Regions from separate parts of the Danio rerio genome. Here region 2 is linked to region 1. The links are chromatin contacts, called in public HiChIP or PLAC-seq maps. All regions are on one chromosome and are shown on one strand. Each heading gives the region's core, a stretch centred on a gene start, on an enhancer-like site or on the middle of the called end of the contact. The rest is flanking DNA. Distances are from core to core; before and after follow the strand shown. Region 1 holds the start of shha (sonic hedgehog signaling molecule a). Region 2 holds the start of insig1 (insulin induced gene 1).

What was found. HiChIP or PLAC-seq counts read pairs in DNA pulled down with a chosen protein or histone mark.
Region 2: a contact with region 1 is called in an H3K4me3 HiChIP or PLAC-seq map of gastrula embryo, with 2.6 times the contacts expected there. The contact joins the promoter of insig1 here to the promoter of shha in region 1. A contact is called at or near these places in 2 of 4 datasets of contacts at active chromatin or transcription factors (embryo and gastrula embryo).

What each region holds. Positions count from the first base shown.
Region 1 is chr7:41,229,186-41,234,243 of GRCz12tu, forward strand. shha (sonic hedgehog signaling molecule a) reads left to right here and starts at 2,844. Exons shown (of 3, transcript NM_131063.3): 1 at 2,844-3,462. The coding sequence starts at 3,163. It overlaps LOC137490296 (a long non-coding RNA gene), which reads right to left and starts at 3,723. Exons shown (of 3, transcript XR_012383457.1): 1 at 2,959-3,723; 2 at 1,722-1,957.
Region 2 is chr7:41,360,210-41,365,267 of GRCz12tu, forward strand. insig1 (insulin induced gene 1) reads right to left here and starts at 2,562. Exons shown (of 6, transcript NM_199869.1): 1 at 2,404-2,562; 2 at 1,899-2,238; 3 at 1,161-1,285; 4 at 195-361. The coding sequence starts at 2,232. si:dkey-151p11.2 (a long non-coding RNA gene) reads left to right here. Exons shown (of 4, transcript NR_125798.1): 4 at 1-545.

The DNA.
Region 1 (5,058 bases), core at 1,594-4,093:
ATTCTCACTGTACAAAATGTTCATTTGTGTTCATTTGTGATTTATGGGTACATTGTTTCTATTTATATGTGCTTCTGTTTAGTTTTATGTTATCTTAATTAAAAATTGTAAGGCAACTTGCTCCAGAGCTTTTTTGAGTTGCCTCAACTTTCAACCCAAGTACTGCACTTGACTCATTTGAAGTTGAGTCAACTCAAAAATGACCTGAAGGTGGTTGCCTTAAAATTTTAAGTTGTCGACTATTTACTATTTTTTTAGTGTAGCAGAACTACGTCTGTATATATTGCTCATCATACTATATTTGAACATATATTAATATATTAGCATTTCATTATTATATTATTTCAAACTACTAAAAGTCAGTAAAATCACTTAAACTGTCAAGTTAAACCTTCAACAATGAACAGAATAAATTAAGGGGGAGAGGGGTTAATAATGACATATGGGAAGCTAGTTTAAACTAATAAACTAATTAACTAATAAGTTAGTCAGTTCATATAGTGTTTGCCGTACTGTGGAAACCTATGAAAAGCCAGTCGGTGACACTTTAGATTAGGTCCCAATTCATAGTGTTAACAAACCATTAACTATCATTACAAGCTTTATAAACTACAAATTAGCTGTTTATTAATAGCTAGTAAAAGTTGGGTTTAGGGTAGGATAAGTGATGCAGAATAAGATCATTTTTTACAACCACTAATAAGCAGTTAGCATCTTAATAATAGGCAGGTAATCAGTAGAACCAGACAGAACCTGCTGACATTTTTTGCTATTTCTGAGCAGAATTTTATAAAAAGATCTGCAGATTTATGTGAAATGATTTCAGGAGTATGATAGCTAAAACCTGAAAATATATATATAAATATATATATATATATATATATATATATATATATATATATATATATATATATATATATATATATATATATATATATATATATACCTTTTTAACTTTTATTTAATGTTTACAATACAAATCCAATAAGATGCACTTATTTGATAAACAAAGCAAGTCTCTCATATAATATATCTACTAAAATGTTACTTTACAAACTGTATTGTAAATAAATCATATGAACACTTTCATAATATTTAATAATATTAATGAAATTAATTTAAAAACTGAATAAATATAAATTACACACATTTACACAAGTAAATAAATAGACTCGATGATGGGTTAAAAATGTGTGGAAATCTGCAGAAATCTGTGGGCACAGATTCCGTGTGGGCTTAGTAATGAGCCAGTTAATAGCAGAAATTGTGACCTGAACTAAAGTACTAAGCCAGTCTGCACAATTCACTCCTCTTGGACATCAGTGGCCAGGTGGGCATAATATTTGGACACAAAGTAAGATCTGTTTGACCGTTTGCTAGATCTGGAGATATTTTAGAGGAGAGAAACTGCTTGATTTAATGATATCCTGCTGTAATTTTCTTAATTGACTAAGACTCAATTTACAATTAAGCTAAATGGGTCAAAAACAGGTCATCATTTAATGGCATTTATAAAATTTCCGTGGTCCAAAAAAAAATTGGACACCTCAAGACTAGAACAAATAAGACAACAAATCATCTGTCATGCTCAATTGAACAAAACCTTCAGCAGGGGCCCTGATCTTCTTAATGTATTTCACAAGACAAGCAGCCACCATCTTTGATAGAGCAGTCTAGAAAATGTGTGAAAACAAGAGAAAATAAGACAATGAAACACATACCTTACCCGCTGCTATGGGCCAGGGAACACAGTGGTTACCATGGCTTAATCTGTCACTGAAGTGGACTTTAAGGGGTGACAGGGTTTTTGCAGGCTGATCTTTCTCCCAAACAGACAGCTTAGCATTTGTGTGCACAGGAAGAGCCTTTTCCAATATCTCAAATAAGCTGTTGGGCAGAAGAGCCAGCTTAATCTCTGTCTCCTGCTCTCTCGCTCTGGTACACCATGGAAAAGCACCTGATAAAGATAGAGAAATAATCAGTTGTACACCGCACTCTTAATTATAAAGGTCCTCTCAATGGTTCCACGAAGAACCTTCGACATCTACTAAAGCTTTTGATTCTTTAAAGAGGGAAAAACTTTCTTTAGAGTGTGAAAATATTCCTCACACTATGAAAAAATTGTACTTTTAAAAAACTTTTCACTAAAAGATTCTGAAAGGAACCAAAATGGCAAAACCCCTTTTTTGGGACTGGCAGCTTTATAATAAAGAACACCAGATACATCAAAACAATCCTGGTTTTTACGTTTTGAAATCTGTACAACATTTACAAGAAACTAAATCCTGTAAATTGTACCCTTGACTTTAAAATGTCCAAAATGACAACAAAAGTTGGTGCTGATTTACTGCAGAAAGCACAATAAATTTGATGTAAGATCTGAGTGTTTTTAAAACACAAAAAACTAATTCGTCTGGCTTCTGTAACCGAGTTGTTCAGGTTAGAGGCTGATGGGACAACAAGTGATCAATCTGACAGGAATGTGACTGAAGCGATTAAAAAGTTGTCATATTTGGAAACGCTGTTATTCTGTGATTAATTCGGGTGATGGTGAACGCGCACATTCCGCACTTGCTGTGATAAATGAAGTTTCGAAAGTTGTATAATTGATTCAACCTTACGTGCAGCAACGCAAATGACTTGAGAAATAATGGTTCATTAGCGGGTCACACACGGATGTAAGAAAGTGAGCACACATGCACGTCGCAGCCTCACACAGACAGCAGTGGGAGAAACTGATGCGTTCACATCTCACCGCGTCCCTCCCCTGAAACCCACCTTCTTTAAAGGTTTTTTGCGCGTCTGTTTTGTGGGATAACATCAGAAGTGTTCGTCCCGTCGAGCCAATCAGGTCCCTCCCTACCTCAGATCGCAGCTATAATACATAGGAGTAAAGAGGCTTCTCGCATTAAGTGGCTGTGGCTTGAAGTAACGTTGTGATTTCGAGGTCAGTCTTACCTTTCGCATCCCCGCCGCAAACCTCCGATGCGTTATCAGTCGCACGTTTCCGCACCTGTCACGGTCGGGGCTTGGCGCTGCTGAGGGACACGCGTGAACCGAGGAGACGGCAAGGACATCGCCGGAGATCCGCGCCTCGACAACGAGAAACCCTGCTAGACAGACCGCTCGAGAACACCGCAGCGAGATTCAGCGTGCGGCAAAATGCGGCTTTTGACGAGAGTGCTGCTGGTGTCTCTTCTCACTCTGTCCTTGGTGGTGTCCGGACTGGCCTGCGGTCCTGGCAGAGGCTACGGCAGAAGAAGACATCCGAAGAAGCTGACACCTCTCGCCTACAAGCAGTTCATACCTAATGTCGCGGAGAAGACCTTAGGGGCCAGCGGCAGATACGAGGGCAAGATAACGCGCAATTCGGAGAGATTTAAAGAACTTACTCCAAATTATAATCCCGACATTATCTTTAAGGATGAGGAGAACACGGGAGCGGACAGGCTCATGACACAGGTAATTCTTTCGCCTTTCGAAATCTGAAAGTCGGAAAGTACAGTTGAATTCGTGCAAGGATTGTGAATTAGTCCTGTGCCATCAACAGAGGACCGGCTGCTTGCCTCCTTGCTCACCCTCATTGTGGAAGGCAGCGTGAAATATTTATGCGCTTCTTCTGGTCATATGTATGCATTTGTCCGCGCGTTGAGACGCGTCAGGCGCGCGTTATCTGTTTTATAAAACGTGGATGTCCCGACGGATGAGTGCCGCACCTGATCTGAAGGGACTGTGGTGGTCAGAATATTACAGTCTCGTGACAGCTAAATATAGATTGAAATATAACATACATGTTCATATCGCTTAGTCAGACAGACCGCAGCCTACCCGCTCGCTCGCTCGCAGCGGCTGCTTATCAGGGCATGAACATATTGACATTTCTCCAAGGATGCTCTCCGATTTGTTTCTACTTATTAATGGGCTAGGATGGTTACACTTAATGACAGATTAGAATCAGACACAATGGACTATCATCGCCTCTGTTCTTTGGATGTTATGCAGGTGTTTGTTCATCTGCCGACAGTTTTTTTCAGCACATGCGAGGCTGCATTAACTGTATTTAATCTGACTAATATATTTAAGCAACAGCAAGTATAAGTTTGTATACTTCATGAGTAGTCAATGCTAATGCAACATTATTTTAACTGCAAAATGCGCTATTATTTTTGTTACAATGTAAACGCGAATACTTAGCCGCGGTGCGCTGTTTTCTCTGCTCTTAGGTAGCCTGCGTTATATTCACTTTTGGATGTAATGCTAAAGATTTGTGTTGCTTAAATATGGTTTATTGGATTCGTTTATTTTGTTGCTCAGATTTGTATATTAGCATTTACATCCAACTTTTTACATTTATTTATTTTAAAGAAAGCTAGGCCTCTGCTAAAGTCAGACAGCTTCGGGAATAGGCTGTCTGTCCCCAACATGGCTTTCCACTCTCGTTGCATTAGCAGGAATCTTTTGAACTTCTGACCCTTTGCCAATGCTAAGGAAGAATAACATGCAGCTTACTAAGTGCATCGAAAATATGTTTGCAGTGCAAATTAGCCTCTATTGAAGTGTTTCCGTGTAATTTACAAAGTGATTATCCCGAGCATAATTTTTATTAGGCTGTTTTGAACGTGCCTCTGTTAAATAGCTTTTAGGTTCAAAGTCTAAGTCATGACCGGTTATAGCAAGGTTTGCTGAAGCATTGCGAATAATGTCCGCCAAAGTCAATTTACACGCCACGCGCAGGTGCATTATAAAGTTTCCCTTTTACCGGTCCTTAAAAAAGATGAAACCCGTGTCTGGTGTGGTTTTCTCAGATGTATATCAAGCTCTACTTAAGGTGAATGTGATTATAAGTGTGCAGTGACCCGCGGGCACACACGCTGCTATAAGCTACCCTTGCAATCTAGTAACATCAAATGAACGTCTCAGTCTTTCAAAGGGAGTTAACGAGGTGTCCTGTTGACAAATGTTTTGGAGAAGCGCATCCGAGTGTAAGACAGGGTTTGTTGGTTGAACACGCTGTGCGGTGAATTGGACTTAACGGTGAAGCTCGCGAAATTAGGCGCA
Region 2 (5,058 bases), core at 1,312-3,811, 130 kb after region 1:
CTGAAATGACGAGCTGCTTAAAGGAAAAACAAAACTGAGTGTTTGCACTTGATATAATATTTGCTAATGTTTCTTACAAAAAAAACATGTTCTACGACTAAAATTATGAATATGTGAGAGTGTTAGTTACTTGCTAGTTGATATGAAAACAGTTTTCTGTTGCTGTTTGTCAACATGTTTGAGTCATAACTTACTGGTAGATGCCGTTGTAGACCAGCAGCTGAGCAATGAGAGTGGCCAGCAGGGCAGTGGTCAGCCCTAAACCAAAGCCACTCCTGGAGCGGTCAAATGTCCACCACAGACCCAGAGACAGGGCAGCCAGAGTTAGCGATAGCTGCACATTGTTAGCAAAGTCCAGTTTCTGTAAGGTACTTTGAGTTAAGCAAAATATTCTTATGTTAACATACATTTTGAAAACATTGTGATGTTAACTCAAGAATTGAGTTTGTGCAGGTTCCCAAGTTTTTGCTGGTCCACACATTTGGAGAGCAGTAAACAGGTTCCACAAAAACTTTGTAGTCAAATTTATTAAAAACTTTTTTTTTTAGTTCTTAAAAAACCCAGTTCTCATTTACATGGGGTTTCTTGGCAATGAAGTGCATGTTACTGTTTGAGTTCAGAGTTAATGTAAAGTTTTAAGGTATATTTACATGACAACAAAAAATAAAAACTTTTATGCATTTTTGCTGTTCATTTACCCAAAAACACAGACTCAGAGTCGTCAAAACAAAACTTAAAAAAGGTTAAATGATATCGTGTGCAGAGTTTTCAACTTCTGGCCGGGTCAGAGTACTGAGCATTTCTAGTCATTTTTCAGCGTTATTACAACTATCCTCAATACATAAGACTTTTTAAAAATATTAGATAAGCATAATTCTCGTTGCATAGATTATTGCTGTGTAAATATGTTTAGTACTTTAACGGGTCACCCCACTTTTTTAGTTTAGCCTTTGATGTATAATTTGTCAAGATAAATTCAGGTTCAGACAAAAACAAATAAATATGTGACAGTTAAGAGATTAAGAAAAAAAAGGATTTGTCTAATGCTATTGAATAGTAACATGGCTTATTACAGACTTAAAACAAAAATCTCAAAAAGGTTTGGAAGTTTTCATTGTCCACAATGGTTGCAACTGTAAAAGTGTCACTGTTAAGGATACAGCACTGGCGTGATTGATGCCCACAAAGACAGCAATGCAGCGCATCACGCTTGCCCACTCCCGCTTGAACTTGTGTGGTTCTCCAAGATGGTGGTCCAAGCAGGGGTACAACAGACCAACCACAGCTGAGAAGAGAAAACAGAAAGTACTTTAAACAACATTCATTGAAAGGGGGAAAAAAGAAGAAGAAAAAAACATTTTTTACATCTGCTTGGTATTGTTTGACGCCTTTTAGTATATAAATAATGGGTGATGACTTTTGTGTTTAAATAAATCTCATAAGAAGAGTTCAAGTACAACAAAACTCTTTAAAAGGCATTTTCTACTGAAAAGGATGTAAACTGATACGCGTCCACATCACCACTATGAGGAATGCAGGGGGAGGAGTCGAGCGTGACCGAATTATTTATTAATTTCTGCTGCACACGACTTCCGTGTTTCTCTTTTCGGGTAAGTGGCATGTTCGGCGTACCAGCCAATGGCGTGCCTCTCTCGCAGCTCACCCGTTCTGAGCGCAGCCAATGAGAATGCAGCACCCCAAGAATGACCCCAAATGCCCGGCTGTTACCAGGGCAGCGCTTACTGATAGCTACAAAGCCCAATGTCAACAAAACTGTCCCCGAATCACTCATCTTACATAAAAGACACGATAACAAAAAGCCCTCAGCAAGCACACCGTCTTTGTTTGTTATCGTCACGAACAAAGCATTCGAGCCCAAGTGTTTCAGACAGACTCACCAGCAGCGGTGCCACAGCAGAGGGGAATCCACCAGGCGGACGAAAATAGCGTGTCCAGCACTTCCTCTGGAAACAATGTAACGTTTCTCTGGATCTGTAGCAAGTTTAACACCAAAGCGAGCACAACTCCCACGATAAACAACACAAGCCCCCGTCGAATTAAATTGGCGGACTGGAGGCTGTGCAGAGAGCCGTACGCGTGGCTCAGCACTGAGGTTATGATGGACATCATTTCACCCGTTTTACAGACAATCCAGCCGGCGCTTGACAGGTCCTTCGTCTTCACACTGGTCGAACAGGAGCAGCTCCAACAATGTTCCTCTAGTCTTGGCATTTGGCACTGTTGGAAAACAGTAATACTCATTAATAATTATCACTAACTTGATCAAATAAAATAATGTTGAAAGTCAAGTATTACGCTACAAAAAGCAGTGCTGTAGCCCAAAAAACAATCTGTTCCCAATGAGTATGAAGTGGAAGTAAAGGGAATGAATAGGCTACCCACCTTGATCTTTTAGCGATGTCTTCGTCTAAAGCAGAACACGTCTGTGCTTTCAAAACTCTTTTACAAAAACGAAAGGCTACCTACAAATAGTTTAGATGTGTTGTTTGATCACATCATCTGTAAGAGAAATACTGCTGCCTCTTTTCATCCCTCAGTTGAACACTGCCACACGCGCGCTTCCTCTGCAGAAAACAAGCGCGGTCATGTCTGGTGAGTCTCTCTAGCCAATCAGAGTGCGGCGGGCCATATGACGCGAACGCGCGCCACCCCTCTCTGACAGACACGCGCTGTTGATGTTCGCCATCAGCTGTTCGCCTTGTGTGTGTGTGTGTGTGTGTGTGTGTGCGTGTGCGTGTGTGCGTGTGCGTGTGTGCGTGTGCGTGTGTGTGTGTGTGTGTGTGTGTGTGTGTGTGTGTGTGTGTGTGTGTGTGTGTGTGTGTGTGTGTGTGTTGACGCTATGCCAGAGTCATGCAGAAAAGTCTTAAACTTCTAGATTGGTTAAGTTTAATGACCTTGCTTTGCTAAATCCTTTTCAGTAACTAAGCAATACAGCACTGATTCGAGATTTTCTCAGTGTTCAATATTGCTGTTCTCCTGTTTGCACAAAACAAACTACTTGTTGGGTAAATGTATTTGTAATCTTTTCAGGGTACAGACAAGAAAGCTTTTTGCTGATATGAACTTTTTTTTAGTTCACTATGAGTGAACAGGCCCTGAAAGTGTATGAGATAATGCGGATTTGTTGGCTATACGTGACAGCGTGCAGTACGTGTCCGTGAGACTGAAAACAAGAAATCAGGTCATGATGCTCAGTGGGCTGTTCCCCCACTGTAAATAAACTTGTGTACTTATAGTTTATTGATTCAGAGCAGAACAGAGTTCAGTCTCTTACCTCAGTGGAACCACTCCTCACCAGATAAATGAGTCTGATGTTTGCCCCTTGTCAAGAATGACTGTCAACAACTCTTTAGCTGCTGTTTTTACAATAAAGGTTCCAAAATGGGCTTTTCGTTGCAGTGCTAGAAAATAACCATTTTTGATATCTAAAAAGCTTTTGTGTTGATGAAAGTTCAGAAAAGAAGCATTATTTTATTGGTGTGAAAGACATCCTAAACACATTAATGAACCTTTTTTCAACAGAGAAACTTATGTGCAATGGAAACGTGCTGTGGATGTTAACGAGTCACGAAACACCAAAACACATTTTTTTGAGATGTTGACAATCATAAATATGACTCACGTTGCTAAAACACTATTAGGACACATATATTTCACAAAAAAGTGAAAATTGGTGGGTTTTGCAATATTTGAGCCAATTCATTCTTCAGATTTAAAAAGAAATTTTGAAGCTGCGTTACGGCCATGAGATCATAGTGTAAATTCCAGCATGGAGACTGGATGTCTGAACCGGTACAACATGATGTCTGAGTTTTCAGCATAAATTCATTACAAAGACTTGGTTCGAACCAATCAGCGCGCTCTACTGTGAATGAGGTGCAACTTCATTAATATGCATGATATAGTTCAAAGACGGTTTTTACCTGTTACAGTGCCCAGATGACCAACCATAATTAAAACAAGTAGTAGAAGAAGAATTGTTTGGAGATATGGATCGTCAGTGTTTTTTTTACCAGATGAGCTTTTCACATCTGGAAATGGTGAAATCCAGATTTGCCGCTTTCCTTCTTTTAAAAAAAACGCGGTTCTAGTTGATGTTGATTGTCCTGTCTAGTTTTGGTAAGCGATCAGTGTTCTTTGTTTATGTTAATTAAGATGGCAAACTGCGATATCAAATTATATTAAAACAACACTCTTCCAGCTGTTAATCTCATCCAATATCTTGTTTGTCACAGGGGGCATGAATGAAATGTTCCTGAATGAAAGTGAAAGAGTCAAACTGTAGTTGAAGTCAACAAATTAAAAATGAAACACCCGAAATTACATCAAATTACATTACTCCGGAGGAAATGTGGAAATGTGGATAGCGTGATGACGTTATAATCGAATTTTGTGCTATAACATGTAAAACAGGATCATGAAAGGAACATTCAAAAAGCTACTCATAAACACCTTAATCATAATATTGCCATATTCAGAAATAATTTGATTACTGATTTCCATGTAAACGTGTCTATCTCCACTCCATTAGCTTCTGCTCTGGAAAGACGCTTCTTTGGAAATCACAATATTCTTAATAATCGGCTAATAAAGTAAAGCGCTGAAGTGAAACCCTTTTCTCTAATACTCTGTTTCAGCTGGAATTATGTCATAATACTGAAGTCTGTTTAAGACCTAAGGTTCCTGCAGACTATAAGTACGCACATGTTGGAATGTTCAAAAGCAGTCTGAGAGTTTTGCAAATAAATTGGGAGTAAAATATCTGTTACAACTTTCAGTGATTTTTATAAGTTTAAAACTTTTTTAAAACAGCATGTTTGGAATTAAGACAGTAAAATGCTATCCAATTCTTAACCACTATATTCACCACGACTGTATCGTGTCAGTAAACATAATGTGTGTGTGTGTGTGTGTGTGTGTGTGTACTGCAAACAGCATTTGTGTGAGATTCATAATTTCAGGAAGGCTTGAAAAAACTCCACCACAAATACATGAAATAAACTTGGTATTTTTGATGAATAACTGTATTTCAGCTTT